7 separate regions of the Mus musculus genome follow, and regions 1, 2, 3, 5, 6 and 7 are each linked to region 4. A link is a contact called in public HiChIP or PLAC-seq and promoter capture Hi-C data. All regions are on one chromosome and are shown on one strand. Each heading gives the region's core, a stretch centred on a gene start, on an enhancer-like site or on the middle of the called end of the contact. The rest is flanking DNA. Distances are from core to core; before and after follow the strand shown.

Region 1 (2,700 bases), core at 16-2,515, 990 kb after region 4:
CCACGAGCCAGGCAGCACTTAAACAGGCCTTTGATGAAAATTAAGAGCCTTGGCAGGGGTGGGAATTTAGGGGTGGTGTTGGTGGTGGAATTCAGTTGTTAGAGAGCTTGAATAACATGCTTAAGGCTTTTGGGTTGGATACCCAGCACCTCATGAACTGGTTCAGGTGATGCAAACCTGTATTTTCAGCACGGGGAGGCGAAGCATTAAAAGTTCAAGGTCATCTGCTATCCTTAGTGAGTTTGAGGCTAGCCCGGGCCACAGGGGAGAGACTGTCTCACAAAGGGTAAAAACAAAAATAAAAACAAACAAAAACACCAACCAACATCTACATGAGACTTGCTTCAAACGCCAGGGATGCCGTGAATAGTTTGGGCCATTTGCTGAGATGAATTTAGGTCTCACCACCCACTGTTTACAATCCTGCCTCCCATAAAAGCCATACCTGTAATCGCACAGTTTAGGCTGGCTGCCACACTGCTGCCTGCAGAATACACAGTAAGAGCACAGGGGCACGTTGCCGCGGATCCAGTGGTGGGGCATGGCATCTGCGGCCTTGTCGTTCTTGAGCATGATCTCCTTGCACGGGAAGCGCTTGTCGACCTTCTTGAGGCAGCCCTCGTCCACGCGGAGCCCACAGCAGTCGCAGAAGGCTCCTTGCAGGATGTGCTGCGCGCACACGCAGCAGTAGGTGGGGTGGCTGAACAGGTCGGTGTCACGCCAGCAATGCTTGCTCTTGCGGAAGATATCCCTGCGGTGCAGCTGCCGGCGCGACCGCTGCAGGCTACACCATAAAGTGATGAACACCGGCAACAGCACGGAGCACAGCGTCCATAGGACCAAGTGGCCATCAGGGAGCAGGCTCTGGGCGGGTGGGCCGGACCGCTGGTCCCCCTCCATCTTCTCAGGCCCAGGCGTGGCCTATGGAGCGCCGGGTCCAGAAGGCTTGCCTTCGGATTCACTGCGTGGGGTTGCGGCTCGTCCCGAGGCTGCGCGTGGCCTCGGCCCCGGGAAAGGCGCAGGTCGCACCCGCGGGCTCCGTGCAGTACAGGCTTGGCTCGCGGCCACTGCGTTCACAACGGCTGTCGCGCTGAGCCTCGCCCGTGCCTCTCTCGCGAGGTCTCCGGAGACCCCCCCCCCAACCCCCCAGTTCGCTCTCGCGGTCGCCGGTACCACCTACAGCCAAGCCTCCGGCCGCCGTCCCACCCTCAGGCCGCGAGATCTGCGTGGGATGAGGAGGCCGCGCTTGAGAAGCGCACCTGCGCAGTCCGCACGCCGGCCGGCAGCTCGGCGAGGGCTGGGAGGGGCCTGACGCGCCCACAACTTGGGCGGGGCCAGGTAGGACAAAGCCAATGGCGGTGCTTTCCGATGGTGGGCGGAGCTAGAGGAAGGCGGAGTCTGCGCTGATAAAATTTGTAGGCGGGACCAGGTGTAGGGCGGGGCTCGCGGCGGCGCTCCCCTTGGGTGGGAGGGGGTCAGGTATGAGGGCGTGGCGGAGGCTAAGAGGTGGCTTGGAAAGTTGAAAGACTTCAAGGGTCTGGACCATCTAGGAAAGGATGAGCAGAGGAACGGATAAGATGGTGTGGAATGAGGCATGGTTTAGGGAAATCAGGGGCGGAGTAAGTACATGGTTGACTATCAAAAGTTCAGAACCAAAGGAAGTTCTACCATAAGTGACTTAACAGTATTTGACCTTTAGCCTGATCCCCTTCTTCAACGGTGAAGGTGGAATTGGCATGATTATGGATATCGGGGAATCCTGGATGGAGAAAACTGGCTCTTTTGAAGGTGTTATGTTCATTCAGAACACAAGTCAAAGACTGCCAAAAGTTACCAGTGTATTATATAAATATAATAAAATAATAAAATAACTGGACATGTGGCCCACATGTGGATGGACCTCTGTGAGTTCAGGGCCAGCCTGATCTACATAGTGTGAGGACCAAAACAGGAAAAATAAAGCATACAGGTTAAGAGTTCTGTTTGTATTTAAGGATAAGTTCCTGTTTGTCTTGTGTTTGTTTGACCCATCTGCACGGATGTGTTTGATTACATGTGGACCGGAAGTAAATCAGGGTCACATGTAGGCAGGAAATACATCAAGATTTACGCTTGCCCCCAGTTGAACCAGACGGGAAATGCAGTGAATTGTGGGTTTTGCCTTTTTAAGCCCGTGCAAAGCACGACTTGAGGCCATTCTCTGGGAACCCCGAGATGAACTTGGCCAGAGAGTCCATCACCTTGGCCAGTATTTAATTAAAGCTTACATTAAATTTGGTTTTAAATTGTGGTAGTGGTCTTATTCTCTACTGAGGGATTATCACGAGTTCTTGGTCAACTAGGGATACACAATAAGACAAACAAAACAAACAAAACAATGCAAAACCAACCAAACAAGCCGGGCAGTGGTGGCGCACGCCTTTAATCCCAGCACTCGAGAGGCAGAGGCAGGCAGATTTCTGAGTTCGAGACCAGCCTGGTCTACAAAGTGAGTTCCAGGACAGCCAGGGCTGTTCAGAGAAACCCTGTCTTGAAAAACAAAAACAAAAACAAACAAACAAAAAAAACCCAACCAAACAACAACAACAACAAAAACCCGAACCAAAACAACCCCAGGGATAAGAGTTCACCTGATTTACTTCCGGTCCACATGTGATCAAACACATCCGTGCAGATGGGTCAAACAAACGCAAGACAAAC
Region 2 (2,700 bases), core at 86-2,585, 910 kb after region 4:
TCTGTTGTTGACACTTCTCAGGTCCAGTGAGGTGCATGGAGTCACAAGCAGACACAGGGTTGTTTGTGTTTCTTGTGATCCGACACAAGAAGACCACCATCTTCACTGATGCCAAGGAGTCAAGCACGGTGTGGGAGCTCAAGCGCATCATTGAGGGCATCATGAAGAGGCCTCCTGAGGAGCAGCTGCTGTTCAAGGACAACCAGCTCCTTGATGAGATGAAAACTCTGAGGGAATGTGGCTTCACTTTTCAGGTAGCAAGGCCAGAGACCCCAGCCACAGTGGGCCTGGCCTTCAGAACAGGAGATGTCTTTGAAGGCCTGGAGATCCACCCCTAATCTTTTCCTCCACCTCTTCCAGACGTGAGGAAGGATTCTGGAAACAGTGCTAAGGAACAAGATGTGCAGTGAGGGCCCCACAGCCAATTCCTAGAGACCTAGAGACCCATTCTCTAGTTGAAAATAAATAAATAAATTGGCTGTCTTTTAAAATAAATATTAAATAACCCTAAAAGCACAAATACTGCTCTCGCGTCATACTGTATTCTACCTCTCGACTGGAGGTGGCCAGCAGCCAGCAGCCAGCAGCAGCCATCCCTGAGGAGAAAGGAACAAAGCTAGAACAGGGCGTCCGTAGGGGATGATTCCCTCTGGGATGATAGGGCCTGCTACAGGCAGGACTGGTCGGGAACAGCAGGCTCTGGAGTGAATGGTGTGGTTCCTGAGTGTCTTCTCTGGGTACCTAGGCACCACCTGGAGTGTCTGAAGACAACTACAGTGTAACTTATATATAATAAATAAATCTTTTAAAGAAAATCTTCCTATTTATTTAGCTTTCTGACTCTCTGGACCGTCAACACTTTCAGAATACTGTTCTGCCTCAAGATGAGGAAAGCACTTGATCTGGTCAGGGACAGAGGACACACTGAACTCCCTGAGGCCCCCAAGGACGTGTGTGTGTGAGTTTTAAACAGTCTTATGAGAACTTTAAGTCTCGCATCACGAGAATGTCTCATTTTCTGCTTGGACACGCACCACAATTTGGTGCTTTCCTGACCTTTTTGGTAGAAAAGTAAAAACCTATTACAGGGGTTCGAGTCAGGCTTGCTGCTTATTAATTTTATAGATTTTTGGTTTGTTTCTGTTTAATTACACGAACCGATATCGTAGCAGCTATCCTGACAGTCAACTTGCATGTATGTTCAGCCCTGAGAAAGAATGGGGAGCTCGCGAGGGGAGCCTTACAGACCTACTTGCGCCCCCAGGCGGCGCACGCTAGCTGCTGCTGGGGGCGGGCCGCCGGACCACGCCGCTGCGAAAGCCCTTGGAACCTCTCGGCTTCCGTCGAGCATGAGCAAGATGGCAGCCTCCGAGACGGTTAGGCTACGGCTTCAATTTGACTACCCGCCGCCGGCCACTCCACACTGCACGGTCTTCTGGCTTCTGGTGGACCTGAACAGATGTCGAGTTGTCACGGATCTCATCAGTCTCATCCGCCAGCGCTTCGGCTTCAGTTCCGGGGCGCTCCTGGGCCTCTATCTGGAAGGGGGGCTGCTGCCCCCTGCCGAGAGCGCGCGCCTGGTGAGAGACAACGACAGCCTCAGGTGCGCGGGAGCGCGCGGGGGTGGGGGTGGGGGCGCGCGGCTCGGGGTGCGGGTGCGGGTGGGGGGCGCTTGCTGGACCGCAGGATGCAGGATCCGGGTAGCGAGCTAGCCAGCTGCGGAAAGGCAGGTTCGCGAGATCCTGAGTGGTCCAGCCCAGGATGGAGCATCCTTCCCCGGGTTCCCCGGGACGCTTCTCATTTCAGGGGGACTAAACTTGGAGCAGCTCCGGTGCTCAAGAGCAGGGCCAGTACTCACTCTGCCAGGCTCTGTGTGCAGTGTGCATGGCGCAAATATGCCACAGACCCGCCTTCTCTGGGCTGCACTTGCAGGCAGGAAGCAGAGATGTTTTCTGAGTAATGTATGGAATGGCCCACCTTAGCGCCTTGGCAGTGTCCACTTCTGGTGGATTTCTGTGTCTCATTCAGGTGTCATTGGGTCCCATCCAATTGGTATCGGAATGCGTTTCACGTGTCACACAGAAGGCTGTGTGTTTCAGTAGCTTGACTGCTTGCATCTCAAAGCCCTAGATTTGATTCCCAGCTGGCTAACCAGGAATCCCTGCACTGAGGAGGTGAAGACAGACAGGAGGATCAGGAGTTCAAAGTATCCTTGGCTACATAGGTCAGCCTGGCATATGTGAGAGCTGTTTAAAAAAGAAAAAAGGTAAAATCAGGCTGGGCGTGGTGGCGCTCGCCTTTACTCTCAGTAGTCGGGAGGCAGAGGCAGGTGGATTTCTGAGTTTGAGGTCAGCCTAGTCTGCAGAGTGAGTTCCAGGACAGCCAGGGCTACACAGAGAAACCCTGTCTTGGAAAACAAAAGAAACAAATGTGAGACAGAGAGAGAGAGAGAGAGAGAGAGAGAGAGAGGCCCGAGTGGAGGTGGCGTACACCTTGTATCCTAACTCTCAGAAGGCAGAGGCAGGCAGATCTCTGAATTTGAAGCCACCCTCGTGAGGGCTGGGTAGAGAAACCTGTCTCAAAACAACAAGAAGGAGAATTTAATCGTTGTCACTGAAGTGAGTATCCAGGAGCGACTACAGTGTGACTAGTTGGCAGGTGGCTTAGTTGTCTCAGATGGCGGGCTGATGCGATTGGTCA
Region 3 (2,700 bases), core at 12-2,511, 930 kb after region 4:
CATGCTGGGAGAGACCAGAGGGAGAATTTGTCTCCTGGGAAAAGATTTCACAGTTAGTACAGCTTGTGGGACAGAACAGCTTACCAAATGAGATTGAATCCCAGACAATGATGGGCCACTGGTAGGCTGGACCAGGTCTGGACTGGCACTTAGATACAAATATTTTTGCCTTCTGTTTTAACTCTGTTCTCACTTCAGAACGGGGAAGGTGGACTTGAGGGGTTTGCTGGGTCTCTTTTTTCTGTTTTCCTCTTTTAAGTAGGCTCATTTAATTGGCTTAAGGACCGGTGGCTGGAGCTGACTTGGGGCAAAAGTTGTGACACCCAACTTTTGTAATATTAGGTTTTGTTGTTGTTGTTTTAAAGATCATCTACCATAAAAGGAACACCAGATCTGAATGGATGACCATAGGGTCCTGCCTTTAGGGCTTGGGAGGAGATTTGTCAGAGCCCACCATCAGGAAAGAAGAGGGAGCTGCATACAAAGGCAGCACAGCTGGAGGGAAGGGGAAGGGAGGGGGAAGGGAAGGGGAAGGGAGGGGGAAGGGAAGGGGAAGGGAGGGGGAACGGAGCGGGAAGGGAAGGGGAAGACAGCCACAGTCCATAGAATTGTGTTTTGTTTCTTTTCTTTTCCTTAAATTATTATGTGTATGTTATTGGGGGAGGGGGGTGTCAATTTTGTGCAGTCTTAACCAGGGTTTTAGTAATTGTGTTTAGGTCTCATATTCTGTTGTACAGCCATCTCCCCAACCCTATTTTTAGATGTTGAGACGGCCACTAACTCTCTAGCCCGGTCTGACATCGAACTCACGGCAATCCTGTTGCCTCAGCCTCCTAAGTGACTAAATTACGGGCACGAGCCACCAAGCTCTGGGTCAACAGTATTTTGTTCTGTTTGGCTTTGAGTTTTAATAAGACCGGTCCTGTTCTGGAGGGATGATTGGTGACACCTCGGGGACACAGATGAATGTTCTCCAAAGCTCTGCTGCACTGTGCTAGGACGTAGGCCCCGACCAGGAGGGTGGGAATATTCCAGCCCCTGCGACAATTCATCTGCAGAGTGCCTCTGAAACTGCACCTGGTAGCCCTTGGGTCGTGCGTCGCTCGGGTCCGCGGGGTGTGGAGAGCATCAGAGTTCCCCAGGTCCCATAATCACCTTTGGCTTCCAGCACCAGGAGGGAAGCCTCCCGCCCACTGTCCGGCCCCCAGGGACCCACGTGACTTCCTGAAGCCCCAGGGCGCCGCCCCTCCTGTTCAGTTTCGATTCCTTCCTCGCTGCTTCTTAAGTACCGCGCGGTAGGGTGCGCAGCTGTCCCTGCGCGTCACGTCGGGTGAGCCCACGAGCGCGATGGCGGAGCTGAATCCTCTGGCCGAGGAGCTGTCCTGCTCCGTCTGCCTGGAGCTCTTCAAGGAACCTGTCACCACTCCGTGCGGCCACAATTTCTGCATGTCATGCCTGGATGAGACGTGGGTCGTCCAGGGCCCGCCGTACCGATGCCCGCAATGTCGCAAAGTGTACCAGGTGCGCCCGCAGCTGCAAAAGAACACGGTAATGTGCGCGGTGGTGGAGCAGTTCCTGCAGGCCGAGCAGGCGCGGACCCCGGTGGACGACTGGACGCCTCCTGCCCGCTTCTCCGCCTCCAGCGCAGCCACCCAGGTGGCCTGCGACCACTGCCTGACGGAGATCGCAGTGAAGACGTGCCTCGTGTGCATGGCCTCTTTCTGCCAGGAGCACTTGAGGCCTCACTTCGACAGTCCGGCCTTCCAGGATCACCCCCTACAGTCGCCCATTCGTGACCTTCTGCGCCGCAAATGTACCCAGCACAACCGCCTTCGGGAATTGTTTTGTCCCGAGCATGGCGAGTGCATCTGCCATATCTGCTTGGTAGAGCACAAGACCTGCTCCCCTACGACCCTAAGTCAAGCCAGCGCCGACCTGGAGGTAGGGAGTGGCTGGTTGAGGGTATAGAGGACAGCTTGGATCAGCTGAATTGTGGAGAGGCCATCCTGGGTATCCCTGTAGTACAGTGGGTTGCTAGAGGAGATAGGCTTTGCTGGGCCAGAGATCCCATTCCTTCACAGACCTCATGGCCTTAGGCTCCGTGGGCCGCAGTCTGGGAGTTGGGCAGTAGGAAGCCATCCCCACAGACCAAACAAGTAGATTTTATATAGCCTCCCGCTCATCCATTATCGCCTGCCTTCTCCAGCCCTCTTAGTTCTATTTTACATAGAGCACAACGGAAGGCACAGGTAAGAGTGCCTGCCCCAAGTCTGTGTTTGTCCAGTGGAGTTCAGTAGTTTTGAATATTAACCAGGAACCCTGGGGGTTACCTCTCCAACCCCTTCAGATCCTGGCAGCACGAAAGGGCTGTGTCTGTTTAGTTCATTCCACAGCTCAGGGCTGTGTCTGTTTAGTTCAGGAAAACAGGCCCAGAGAAATTAGCTTAGCAGGAACCAGGCTGCTTTGAGTCACAGCTTCTGGTTTCCTTTTTCCCTGTAGACCACAGATCTGTTGAGTCCAGAGCATGGAGCAGTCTTGGAAGCTTGAGGTTAAGGGTAACAGAAGCCTCTGTTGAGGAGGGTGTGAATGGATAGTGAGTGTGAACACAGAGCCTCAGAAATCCCTGCTTGTGACTTTGGCACTGTGGTATAGCCCTTTTTTGGTTGTTTTTAAGACTGTCTCACTATGTAGTCTTAGCTG
Region 4 (2,700 bases), core at 93-2,592:
CAACTATGGTTTTTGAATCAGTCATTCATATATATATGAATATGATATATATATATGCATACATACATACACACACATACATATATATGAAGTTGAAGATATGTCTTTTATTAAAACTGTCTGGAGGGGATAAGAGTCAGTTTGAAATATGTTGAAGTTCTGAAATAATGTGCACATCTGAGGAGTTGGTTTTATTTTTTAACATTTTATAAAAATATCATAGATGGAGCCTGCCCCCTCATTTCCCCACCACAGATTCTTTGGACTAGATATATGTTTAATAATAGCTTGTCTCTGATATTCACAGTAGCTACCTCTATGTGAGGAAAGGATAGAAAACATTCAAGACATCATATGGGCTTACGATCTACAGATTCCAACCAGTAGCAGTGGCTGACTCCTACACAGACGACTGGGAACTGCAAACAGGCTGGGGTCACCTCAGTGACATCTGACGCTGTCCAACCAGAAGTCTGACTTGTGTGTGCGTGTGCTGCAGGAATTGAAAAATGTACTAAAAGACTAAAATATTTTGCCTCTATACTTTCTCATTCGTTTTTATTGTTTGTTTTTAATCCTGGCGGGAGAGGGGTTTTTAAGTATTTCCTGTATCTGGAATGAAAGGGAAAGATGGGAAAGCGGTCCCGTCACCCAAGAATAACCCAGTAATGACATCTGAACGCGTGGGAAGTGTTTCCCTCCACAGTAGGCGCTTCTAAGGCTGTACCCTAGTGGAATTCCCTGCTCAAATTGGAAGACCACGCAAAGGGCGATGGCAAGAGCGCTGAGTGAGGGCTTAGCTGGTCAGGAATAAAAATACCCGAGGGTAGGGGACACTAGAAGCTAGCATCCTAGTTCGTAGGTGGAAGCTGTGATGTGCTTGACCGATTGAACAGCCAGGTGACCAACCGAAGCCCTGACTGCCGCTGGGGGTATGAGAGGGACGCGACGCCGCCGGGTACCAAGGCAGAGTCACGAGAGGCAGCCCAGCTGTGCCCAGCGGGCCAGCGCCAGACCCTGGCGTCCTCCATCTTCTCTCCTGCGCTCCCCCTGCTCCAGCTGCCTGAGCCACGGACCGCAGCATCACACACCCCCGCGGGGGGGGACGCCGCACCCCATCCCCGCCCCCGGCCCCACCCCAGCCCCCGCGCGGGCTCCCTGACCCCACCGCCCGCGGGCACTGGCTGAGCTCCGAGGCGGCGCGCCGGCGGCGGGGACGCCCGGAGGGGGTCGAAGCGGCTGGGGGCGGCGGCGGCCGGGCCGGGGCTCCCCCCCCGCCCGCGCTCGCCGCCGCGGTGGTGCGTCCCGGAGGTTACCGGAAGTGGCCGCGCTCGGCGCTGCCATGTTGAGGAGCCGCCGCTGCCGCTGCCGCCGCCGCCGCCGCCGCTTTGTTGTCGCCTCCTCCGCCTGAGGAGGCTCCCCGAGCGGGGGGAGTGGGGAGGAGGGGGGTCGGCCGCCGCAGCCATGGAGGCCAACTGGACCGCGTTCCTGTTCCAGGATCTGGGGGCCCCGGGGGGGTCGGGGGGCCAGGGGGGCCGGGCCGGGCTCGGGCGGGCGGGCGCTCCTCCCCTCCCGGCTCCGCTCTCCGGCCCGGCCTTAATCCCCCTTTGTTTTTCCGCCCGCCCGCTCCGGCGGAGCCCGGCCGCCGAGGTGAAAGGAGGCGGCCTCGCGGGGTGCGGGGGAGAAGCAGGCCTCGGGGTGAACCCGGGCCCCCCCAAGCACACACGCACACACACACCCTTCCCTCCCGCCCCGAAGGGGAAGGGAGGAGGCCGGCCGCTGTCACCACCCCGCGGCCCAGAGAAAGGAGGGCGCCGGGCCGCTGTGGAGCGCGGGCCGCTCGGCCACTGCGCGCCCGAGCGGGGCCGCGCGGCGCAGCGAGGGGGTCTCCGGGTCCCGCTCCGAGTACCCATCCATCTTTCGCTTGCGCTTTTCGCGTCACCTCTCTCTTTTTGTGTGTGTGTGCTTGTGTGTTGACTTTCTGACCCTCCTCCCACATCCCGCGAATAGCGGGTATCTCTGGCTTCGCCGCCACTCCCCCTTCTCGCCGCCCCCTCGGGTGGACCCGACGGGGGGTGTTGCGAGCGTGGTTCCCCTCTGCAAACTTTTCTCCGCTCCTAGCCCAAGTCCTGGGCGAGCCCTGGCAACTGGTCCCCTCGCCTCTGTCCAGCTTCTGCGGTCCCATTGAGCTTGGGGAATCCCCGAGCCGGCGGGGCCGGGCGGGGGCGGGGAGCGGCGGGGGCCGGGACTCCTGCAGGCCCGACCTTCCCCGGAGCGTGTCTCGCTAGTCTCGCTCCGCGACCCGCTCGAACGTTCGCTCCGGCCCAGTGGGCGACGGGAAGCGGAGAGGGAGCGCAAAGTCCGCTTACAAAGCCCCTAGATGAGTCACTCATAGGGAGTATGGGGGTCTTCGCTTCTTCTTTTTTTCCTTTTGCCAGAAACTTCAAAGCTAATGTTAGCGGATACTTCAGCCATACCCTTCTCCTACCACTTTAATGCGGGACCCCTGATTGGAACTTTTTCCCCCCTCTGCTTCCTTTCTGTTTGCAAATGCATTGATGAGCAGTAGAGATAAGCACATGCAGAAACTTCAGAACTGAAGGTTAGGGAGCTAGTCGTTTTTAAAATGTGTCCTTCCCGCCTCCCTCTTTGGAGTTTTCCTAAATACTTCGTGAAATTCCAAACGCGTAGCTTGGGCGC
Region 5 (2,700 bases), core at 135-2,634, 840 kb after region 4:
GCTTTGGGCCTCCTAGTTAAGGCACTTTGTGTATGGCCATTCTTCTCTTAGAAAATAAGAATATGTAGGGCAGTGGTGGTACACACCTTTAATCTCAGCACTTGAGATGCAGAGGCAGGCAGATTTCTGAGTTCGAGTCCAGCCTGGTCTACAGAGTGAGTTCCAGGATAGCCAGGGCTACACAGAGAAACCTTGTCTTGAAAAACCAAAACCAAAATCAAAACCAAAAAAAAACCACAAACAAACAAACAGACAAAAAAACAACGGGCTGGAGAGATGGCTCAATTGTTAAGAGCACTGACTGCTCTTCTGAAGGTCTTGAGTTCAAATCCTAGCAACCACATGGTGGCTCACAACCATCCATAATGAGATCTGAAACCCTCTTCTGGTGTGTCTGAAGATAGCTACAGTGTACTTATTTATAATAATAAATAAAAATCTTTGGGCTGGAGCAAGTGGGGCCAACCAGAGCAAGCAGAGGTCCTAAATTCAATTCTCAGCAACCACATGAAGGCTCATAACCTCTGTACAGCTAGTGTACTAAAACATAAACAAATCTTTAAAAAAAAAAGAATCAATGCTCACTTCGGCAGCACATATACTAAAATTGGAATGATACAGAGAAGATTAGCATGGCCCCTGTGCAAGGATGACACGCAAATTCGTGAAGCATTCACGAATATATATATATGTTTATAAATAAATAAAATAAGAATTAAATTATACATTATATCCCTGGACACATGTACCCCAGGAAAGAAGTTGCCTCATTTGTCTTTCTGTTAGCATCTCACAGAGCATGAGTGTACACACACACACACACACACTAAGCCAAACCCTTGCAGGCTTTTATTTTATGTGTAATACACTGTAGCTGTCTTCAGACACACCAGAAAAAGATATCAGATCCCATTACAGATGGTTGTGAACCACCGTGTGTTGCTGGGAATTGAACGCAGTATGTACCTTTGGAAGAGCAGTCAGTGCTCTTAACAGCTGAGCCATCTCTTCAGCCCAGCTTTTCATTAACATTTCTTATCTACCCCAGGCTCTATTGTTCCCAACGCTTCATTCTTGTCATTTGAGACAGTGTCTTGTAGCTCAGCCACGTAGCTGAGGCTAGCTTTGAACTCTTGATCCTCCTGCCTCCACACCAGCTTAACAGCAACCATCATTCTTTTAATCTGAGACAAGGCAGTTCCTTGGTTGCCTCCTGCTGTGTGGCAATTTGCCCCAAAAGGTCATGGCTTAAAGCAACAGAGCTTTTGTTACCTAATGGTTTTTCTAGGTCAGGAGTCCAGGTGAGGCTTAGCAAGCTGCCTCTGGCTTCTTATGATGTCATAGTCAAGCTGTCAGCTGAGCCTTAAGTCTCACCAGAAAGTTTAGTGAGAGGAGACTCTGCCTCCGGTTGGTGGCTGCTGGCTAGCTCTGCATCCTTATCTCCTGGAAGTGCAACTCTCCACAAAGTTGCCTGGAGGAGACACGGATCCCTGCAGAATAAGTAAGCAGTACAAAGACATGGGCAAAGAAGGACATTGTCTCTTCCAGTCTTGGAAATGATGTTCTATGCTGTGTTCTGAACATCCGGATTAGATACATTCTCTGTCACTGAGACCAAATACCTGACAAGAGGCAACGGAAAGGAAGGATTTATTTTGGTTCATCTTAGCAGGGCAGGAGGAGCAGCTGGAGCTTCAGGCCCAGCTTAGATCTCACTGATGAGGAATACAGAGATTCCAGCTAGGAGTGGACCTGGCTTGTTACCTTTACCATAAGGCCACTCCTGTGGTCTCTTGATCAAGACTACTTTTTCCTTTTTATTTCTTTTTTTTTTTTTAAGATTTATTTATTTATTTTATGTATGTGAGTGCACTGTAGCTATACAGGTGGTTGTGAGCTTTCATGTGGTTATTGGGAATTTGAATTTTAGGACCTCTGCTTGCTCCGGTCAACTCCGCTCCCTGTAGCTGACTTCAGACACACCAGAAGAGGGCGTCAGATCTCATTATGGGTGGTTGTGAGCCACCATGTGGTTTCCGGGATTTGAACTCAGGACCTTCGGAAGAGCAGTCAGTGCTCTTACCCGCTGAGCCATCTCGCCAGTCCAAGACTACTTTTTCAAAAGGTACCATAACCTCGCAGAATCTGCTCAAACCTCATGTCTTACCCCCTGTTCTCCATTCTTTCCAGAATCAGGAGCTAGCTGCCTGGGCATGAATGAACATAGCCATTCCAGAACCCAGAGTAGGAGGAAGGACAGATAATTAAGAATTGAGAGGCCTTAGGGCATGGGTGGCTCATGCCTTTGCTCCCAGCACCCAGGAGGCAGAGGCAGGAGAAAAAAAAAAATAACAAGGGCCTTTAAAATGGCTCAGTGGAAAAAGCAATTGCCACATAGACCTGAGGATCTGAATTTGATCCTAGGAATCTACGTGGTGGAAGAGGAGAACCAATTATTGCAAGTTGTCCTCTGATCTACATGTGCAGGCTATATGACACATGCACACACAGGTATCACCCCTACACTGATGGTAAATTAAATTAAAAAATAAAAACATTAATCCCAGTACTCGGGAGGCAGAGGCAAGCGGATTTCTGAGTTCGAGGCCAGCCTGGTCTACAAAGTGAGTTCCAGAACAGCCAGGGCTATACAGAGAAACCCTGTCTCAAAAAACCAAAATAAATAAATAAATAAATAAA
Region 6 (2,700 bases), core at 199-2,698, 780 kb after region 4:
GAGAACAGATGCAGCCTTGCTGGCCTCCATAGGAAGTTCCTTGGCGTGTGAGTTAAGGAAAGAAGAACATACAATTGTGGTTCCCTGCCTGGCAGCGAGAGAAAGAGCCTCTAGTTTCTGTCCACAGCGGTTTCTGAGCTCTCAGCTCTGCTGCTCCTAAGGAGCAGATGATCTACCAGAAGACTATCTCGGAGACACTCTCACTCTCTCTCTCTCTCTCTCTCTCTCTCTCTCTCTCTCTCTCTCTCTCTCTCTCTCTCTCTCTCTCTCTCTCTCTCACACACACACACACACACACACACACCTACACAAGTCTCGGTGGAGCCCAGAAAAACTTTTTCAAAGATCTGGATTAGGACTGGATAGATGAGCCGGGCGTGGTGGCACACGCCTTTAATCCCAGCACTCGGGAGGCAGAGGCAGGTGAATTTCTGAGTTCGAGGCCAGCCTGGTCTACAGAGTGAGTTCCAGGACAGCCAGGGCTGCACAGAGAAACCCTGTCTGGAAAAACCAAAAAAAAAAAAAAAAAAAAAAAAAAAAAAAAAAGGACTGGAGAGATGGCTCAGTAGTGAAGGGTACTTCTGCTCTTCCAGAGGACATGGGTTCATTTCCCAGGACACATAAGGAAGTGTATAGCCATCAGTTCCAGGAGATGACCCCCCCCCTTTCTGGCCTGCCTAGGTACCAGGCACACATGCAGTGCTCATACATATATATTCAGGCAAAAGCTCATCTCATACACATAAAATAAAAATAAGCTAATCTTTAAGGCAAGGATTTCTATAGGCTGCTACAGATACAGGGGAGAGGTGACCTTTTTATGGTTCTGATGTTTTTAAGGGTAGGAGAGGGGAGCAAAGTCCCTGGGCAGAGCCTGAAGGTGTCCTAGGAGCTGACCTAAAGAACTGGCGAGAAGGCCTGGCAGTCTCGTCAAGTGGGGCAGATCACCAGAGGTAACGGCTGACTGCGGCGATCCCCATGTGATTTCTGGCCAACACTGGCAGTCAGGCACTTAGCCATAGGAGGTTACTGAGCACTGAAGTATGACAAATGCGACTGAAAAACCTCAATGTCTAGTCTTATGTAAAGTCAGTTTAAATATCCACACGCTGGTGGCGACAGCTTGGGTGACAGCAAGTACTAGAAGGTTTCCCCAGAAAATCCCAGGACATGAGAGGTCCTGCCTAGCACCAACCTTGCTGGCAGAGTGCAGTTCTGGGGGTGATGGTGAGCCTGGGCCACTCTCCCGCGGCAGCATGGCTGAGGCCCAGGGTCACAGAGATGGAGCCATGCCTCAGGCCCGCTGGTCTTAGCCTAGCCCGGGTGTTCCCTTCATCCCTGGGGGTCTGAGCAAGCTGACTCATGCGAGCACCATCAGGATTCCGTGTTAGCTCATAATGGGCTGGCTGGCCCGCCCAAGGTTAGCCCTACACCTCTATTGTGATGGCCTTACAGGGCAGCAAGCCAGCCAGTGCAGGTATGTAGACTGGCAGACAAGACAGACAGATTCACCCTAGGGTAACTAACTCCTTGCACAGGTACAGATGAGCCATCTCCCCAACCAACACCCTGGAACACTTTCTCAGCCTGCTCCACAGCAGGAGGGCAGAAGCTCAAGACCCACTTGGTGAAACTTCTCTGGCCAAAAAGGAAAGCTAAGGTCTAGAACTGAGAGGCCCAGGTAAGACGAGCTGGAAACTAAAACTCCCATTCTAAGCATGGGATCTTCCTTGCCAGCCCAATCAGTAGTTAACTAACTTCCAGCTTAAAGAATCTGGTTAAAAGGGCTTAGCTGTTGAGAGCACTGGCTGCCCTTACATAGGACCTGGGTTCAATTCTCACTACCCACACCGTGGCTCAAAACCTTCTTAGACTGGAGTCCCAGAGGCTCTGATGCCCTCTTCTGCCTCCTGAAGGCACTGTATCCACGTGGTGCACATACACACATGCAGATAAAATACCTACACACATAAAATTTAAAAAACCTTGGTAACACAAAGGAACCAACCAACCAATCAGGAACAGAGTGTCCACCTCTCCTTGCAGACAGGTCCAGCGCCTCAGTCCTTTCTAGTGATGTGAGAAAGCAAACTCTCCTACAGTGGTCTCCCCAGTTACTTCATCTCAGGTAGGGGTGTGGTTTGGGGGTTTTGTTTGTTTGTTTGTTTTAAGCACAACCATTTATTGTTATTGTTGTTTTTTAGTATTTTTTTTCAAGACAATGTTTCTCTGTGTAGCCCTAGCTGTCCTATAGACCAGGCTGTCCTGGAACTCAGACATCCACCTCTGCCTCTCTAATGCTAGGATCAAAGGTATGCACCACCATGCCTTTGCACAGGGGTGTGGTTTTTGAAAAGTTTGAAGGCTGTGTCCAGTCCCTCCTGGCCCCCATCTTGGTCTCTTTATTATTGCCTGGTTTTTACGAGAGAATTCTGTCAGGCTCTAGGGGGTGATTACAAAGCAGATTCAGGAATGCACTCCTGGGTACATGGAGTTCTCACCTCACCACAGAAGGTACCACACAGGCCTGCTCCAAAGATATGAGCAGTGATCTGACAACAGGCTTGCTTAAAAGACAGGAGGATCACGAGTTAGAGGCCCTGTCTCAAGACCAAGCAAATAAAAACCAAATGGTATGTGGCTTCACAAGAGGTAAGTAAGGAAAGATATTGATGTGTGGCTAACGATGCCAGCAACGGA
Region 7 (2,700 bases), core at 114-2,613, 890 kb after region 4:
ATGGAGCGAGCAGAGGTCCTGAGTTCAATTCCCAACAACCACACGATGGCTCACAACTATCTGCACAGCTACAGTGTACTCATATACATAAAATAAATAAATCTTTGAAAAAAAAAAAAAGACTGAAAATCAGGGGTGGTGAGATGACTCAGGAGATAAAAGACAGTGGCCACCAAGCCTGGCACCCTTAGTTCAGTCACAGGGAGCTACATCATAGAAAAACTGACTTCTCCGTGTTGTCCTCTGACTACACACACACACACACACCCTTTGACACTCACAAAACAAATTAAAAAAGAAAGAAAGAAAGAAAGAAATTAAATTAAAAGGCTGGAAAGATGGCTCAGCTGGTAAGATCACTTTCTCACTGTCTTGCTCTTCCAGAGGACCTGGGTTTAATTCCCAGAATTCACATGGCAGCTCACAACTTCTGTACCTTCGCTTTCCTGAGATCCAAAGCCCTCTTCTGACTTCTCAGAGCACCAGGCATACAAGTAGTACACAGACAGACATGGAGGCAAGACAAAATATATTTTTTTCCTTTAATAAAGTGAGAGTTAATCCAGACACTTGGTAGGTAAGAGTCCGAGGCCAGCCTAGTCTATGGAGAGAGTTCCAGGACAGCCAAGGCTACACAGAAAAAAACCTGTCTGGAAAAACAAACAAAAAGAAAAAAAGGAAAAAAACGAGAAGAAAAGAAAGAAAGAAAATGTGCCAATTTGCAAGTCATTCCACAAAACAAAATTCTTTTTTGCCCAAAAATAGGCCAGAGCAGTCAGCTGATATTTTGTCTCTTCTAAACCAGCAGAGGTGGCAGGCTTTGTTTCAAAGCAAGGATTTGTAGAGGTCTCTTTGGCCTCCAATCTCAGCTCAATCAAATGACCCTAAAACGTCACTAGGCAGCTAACCACAGGAGAAAGGGGAGGTGGCCTTTAGACCGTGAAGTCTCACTCATCAGCAATTTCCTGAAACCATACGTTTCTGTACAAACACTTCCATCTCCAGGAATCACCCTGCATCAGGAAGGGGCAGGAAAAGGCACTTTGAATTAAGACACAAATAAAAATTAAGAGGTTCAGAAACAATATAAATTTCTCAAGGGAAGAAGCGGGAGAAAGAAATGTGTTTTAAAAAAAAGAAAAAGAAAAACGCGAACGCATCAACAAATTCGAGAAGGAGGCACCCACCGTTGGTGCGTCTTTCTCACGAACCTACCCGCGCTGAAGCCCAGTAAGAACGATAGGAGCAGCAGCCACAGTCGCACGAGACAGATCCGCCGCGAGAGCTCCATGATGAAAACCCCGCCGCAACATCAGCAACAGGCAGGAGCCAAAGGCCATCGCGTGACGGCTTGCGCGGGGACTGGGCGGAGTCAGGGGCGGAGCCTAAGTGGGCCCTGACACTCCTAAGGATTCCGCGCTCCCTCTGCCGGTCGGACCCACCCAGGACCTCCTACAAAGGGCTCTCGAGGGAGGTGCTACAAAGGAGGCAGTTAATATGTCATCTGACCTTGGTTACTAAGTAGGGAAGAATTGAGAAAACTACAACTGGATAACCACCATCCCCTCAGCCCGGCCCGTGTTTGTCTTCTCCGACAAAAGGCTTATGTTTTATCTTTTAAGACTTGTTTTTATTATTTTATGTGCATATGTGTGTATGAATGTATATGCCACATGTGTGGGTTTATGCAGAAGGAGTGGGTTTCTCTGGAGCTAGGGTTACAGGGCTTTTTGAGTGGCCGGTGCAGATGCTGGGAACTGAATTTGAGTCCTCTGGAAAACCAACAAGTGCTCTTAAATTACTGAGCCATCTCCATAGTCTCAGGCCTAGAATTTTAAAAAATTGCATCTGAAAAGATGAAGTCAGATTAAAGCACGAACCAGCAGGTCTTTTAAGACTAGAGCTGGGCAGTGGTGGCGCACACCTTTAATTTCAGCTCTTGGGAGGCAAAGTCAGGTGGATTTCTGAGTTCCAAGCCAGCCTGGTTTACAGAGTGAGTTCAAGGACAGCCAGGGCTACACAGAGAAACCCTGTCTCAAAAAAAAAAAAAAAAAAAAAAAAAAAAAAAAACAGAAAGAAAGAAAGAAAAAGAGAGAGAGAGAGAGAGAGAGAGAGAGAGAGAGAGAGAAAGAAAGAAAGAAAGAAAGAAAGAAAAGAAGAGAGAAAGAAAGAGTCTAGATTCTATTTTCAGAAACCCATTACTTTGAAGTGGTGGCTCAGGGGTTAAGGGCATTGTTGCTCTTCCAAAGGACCCAAGTTTGGTTCCCAAGACCCACATGGTGGCGTACAGATTCAGAACTCCACATCTCATGATCCAGGGGATCTGGCACTTCCTCAAGCATACATATGATGCATATATAAGCCTGCAGGCAAAACGCTCACATAGATAAAGTGAATCGAAAATATTATTATCAAATCACATGTGTCATTAATATACTAGTAATTCATAAAAAATTACTATATAGATCCTATAACTTTTGGTTATGTATTTTAAACACAGCAAAAAAAAAGTGGACTTTTTCTCTCTTGATAGCATGGTCAACATCACTGTGTGTGATATACTATCTTCAAAGCAGTTATTTAAAAGAAGGTATCAAGGGCTTGTGGAGAGGAATTTGAAGAAAACATGGACTGCAGAGGTGTGTGTGTATGATATGTCTGTCTGAAGATAAATTTTTATTTTACGGAATATTTTAGGGG

Evidence for each region. Promoter capture Hi-C pulls out the DNA fragments that hold promoters and counts their contacts. HiChIP or PLAC-seq counts read pairs in DNA pulled down with a chosen protein or histone mark.
Region 1: a promoter capture Hi-C map of pre-B cells shows a contact between it and region 4, with 2.4 times the contacts expected there. The contact joins the promoter of Dgkeos here to the promoter of Vezf1 in region 4. A contact is called at or near these places in 2 of 39 promoter capture datasets (hippocampal neurons and pre-B cells) and 1 of 115 datasets of contacts at active chromatin or transcription factors (embryonic stem cells).
Region 2: a contact with region 4 is called in a promoter capture Hi-C map of liver, with 4 times the contacts expected there. The contact joins the promoter of Coil here to the promoter of Vezf1 in region 4. A contact is called at or near these places in 9 of 39 promoter capture datasets (the 3T3-L1 cell line, the C10 cell line, the HPC-7 cell line and 4 more), 3 of 115 datasets of contacts at active chromatin or transcription factors (bone marrow-derived dendritic cells, bone marrow-derived macrophages and craniofacial prominence) and 3 of 9 other capture datasets (adipose tissue, liver and pancreatic islet).
Region 3: a contact with region 4 is called in a promoter capture Hi-C map of liver, with 4 times the contacts expected there. The contact joins the promoter of Trim25 here to the promoter of Vezf1 in region 4. A contact is called at or near these places in 7 of 39 promoter capture datasets (the 3T3-L1 cell line, the C10 cell line, the HPC-7 cell line and 2 more).
Region 5: a contact with region 4 is called in a promoter capture Hi-C map of liver, with 4 times the contacts expected there. The contact joins the promoter of Scpep1os here to the promoter of Vezf1 in region 4. A contact is called at or near these places in 4 of 39 promoter capture datasets (the 3T3-L1 cell line, liver, pre-B cells and 1 more).
Region 6: a promoter capture Hi-C map of embryonic stem cells shows a contact between it and region 4, with 9 times the contacts expected there. The contact joins the promoter of 4930556N13Rik here to the promoter of Vezf1 in region 4. A contact is called at or near these places in 17 of 39 promoter capture datasets (3T3-L1-derived adipocytes, the C10 cell line, the HPC-7 cell line and 11 more), 1 of 484 Hi-C or Micro-C datasets (cerebral cortex), 13 of 115 datasets of contacts at active chromatin or transcription factors (craniofacial prominence, embryonic basal ganglia, embryonic forebrain and 9 more) and 1 of 9 other capture datasets (adipose tissue).
Region 7: a contact with region 4 is called in an H3K4me3 HiChIP or PLAC-seq map of bone marrow-derived macrophages, with 5 times the contacts expected there. The contact joins the promoter of Scpep1 here to the promoter of Vezf1 in region 4. A contact is called at or near these places in 5 of 39 promoter capture datasets (the C10 cell line, cranial neural crest, hippocampal neurons and 2 more), 1 of 484 Hi-C or Micro-C datasets (B cells), 4 of 115 datasets of contacts at active chromatin or transcription factors (bone marrow-derived dendritic cells, bone marrow-derived macrophages, craniofacial prominence and 1 more) and 1 of 9 other capture datasets (pancreatic islet).

The regions. Positions count from the first base shown.
Region 1 is chr11:89,059,486-89,062,185 of GRCm38.p6, forward strand. Dgkeos (diacylglycerol kinase, epsilon, opposite strand) reads left to right here and starts at 1,266. Exons shown (of 4, transcript NR_110336.1): 1 at 1,266-1,338. It overlaps Dgke (diacylglycerol kinase, epsilon), which reads right to left and starts at 1,263. Exons shown (of 11, transcript NM_019505.4): 1 at 446-1,263. The coding sequence starts at 900.
Region 2 is chr11:88,972,600-88,975,299 of GRCm38.p6, forward strand. It overlaps Coil (coilin), which reads left to right and starts at 1,336. Exons shown (of 7, transcript NM_016706.2): 1 at 1,336-1,603. The coding sequence starts at 1,350. It also overlaps the pseudogene 2210409E12Rik.
Region 3 is chr11:88,998,142-89,000,841 of GRCm38.p6, forward strand. It overlaps Trim25 (tripartite motif-containing 25), which reads left to right and starts at 1,262. Exons shown (of 9, transcript NM_009546.2): 1 at 1,262-1,941. The coding sequence starts at 1,348. Gm11496 (a long non-coding RNA gene) reads right to left here and starts at 1,295. Exons shown (of 3, transcript XR_388949.3): 1 at 1,078-1,295.
Region 4 is chr11:88,066,937-88,069,636 of GRCm38.p6, forward strand. It overlaps Vezf1 (vascular endothelial zinc finger 1), which reads left to right and starts at 1,343. Exons shown (of 6, transcript NM_016686.4): 1 at 1,343-1,497. The coding sequence starts at 1,465.
Region 5 is chr11:88,904,544-88,907,243 of GRCm38.p6, forward strand. It overlaps Scpep1os (serine carboxypeptidase 1, opposite strand), which reads left to right and starts at 1,385. Exons shown (of 5, transcript NR_045955.1): 1 at 1,385-1,501; 2 at 1,931-2,125. Gm23507 (a small nuclear RNA gene) reads left to right here and starts at 578; the gene lies at 578-684.
Region 6 is chr11:88,850,156-88,852,855 of GRCm38.p6, forward strand. It overlaps 4930556N13Rik (RIKEN cDNA 4930556N13 gene), which reads left to right and starts at 1,449. Exons shown (of 5, transcript NR_126433.1): 1 at 1,449-1,681; 2 at 2,047-2,128. All of the region lies in intron 1 of Akap1 (A kinase (PRKA) anchor protein 1), which reads right to left.
Region 7 is chr11:88,954,079-88,956,778 of GRCm38.p6, forward strand. It overlaps Scpep1 (serine carboxypeptidase 1), which reads right to left and starts at 1,364. Exons shown (of 13, transcript NM_029023.3): 1 at 1,216-1,364. The coding sequence starts at 1,291.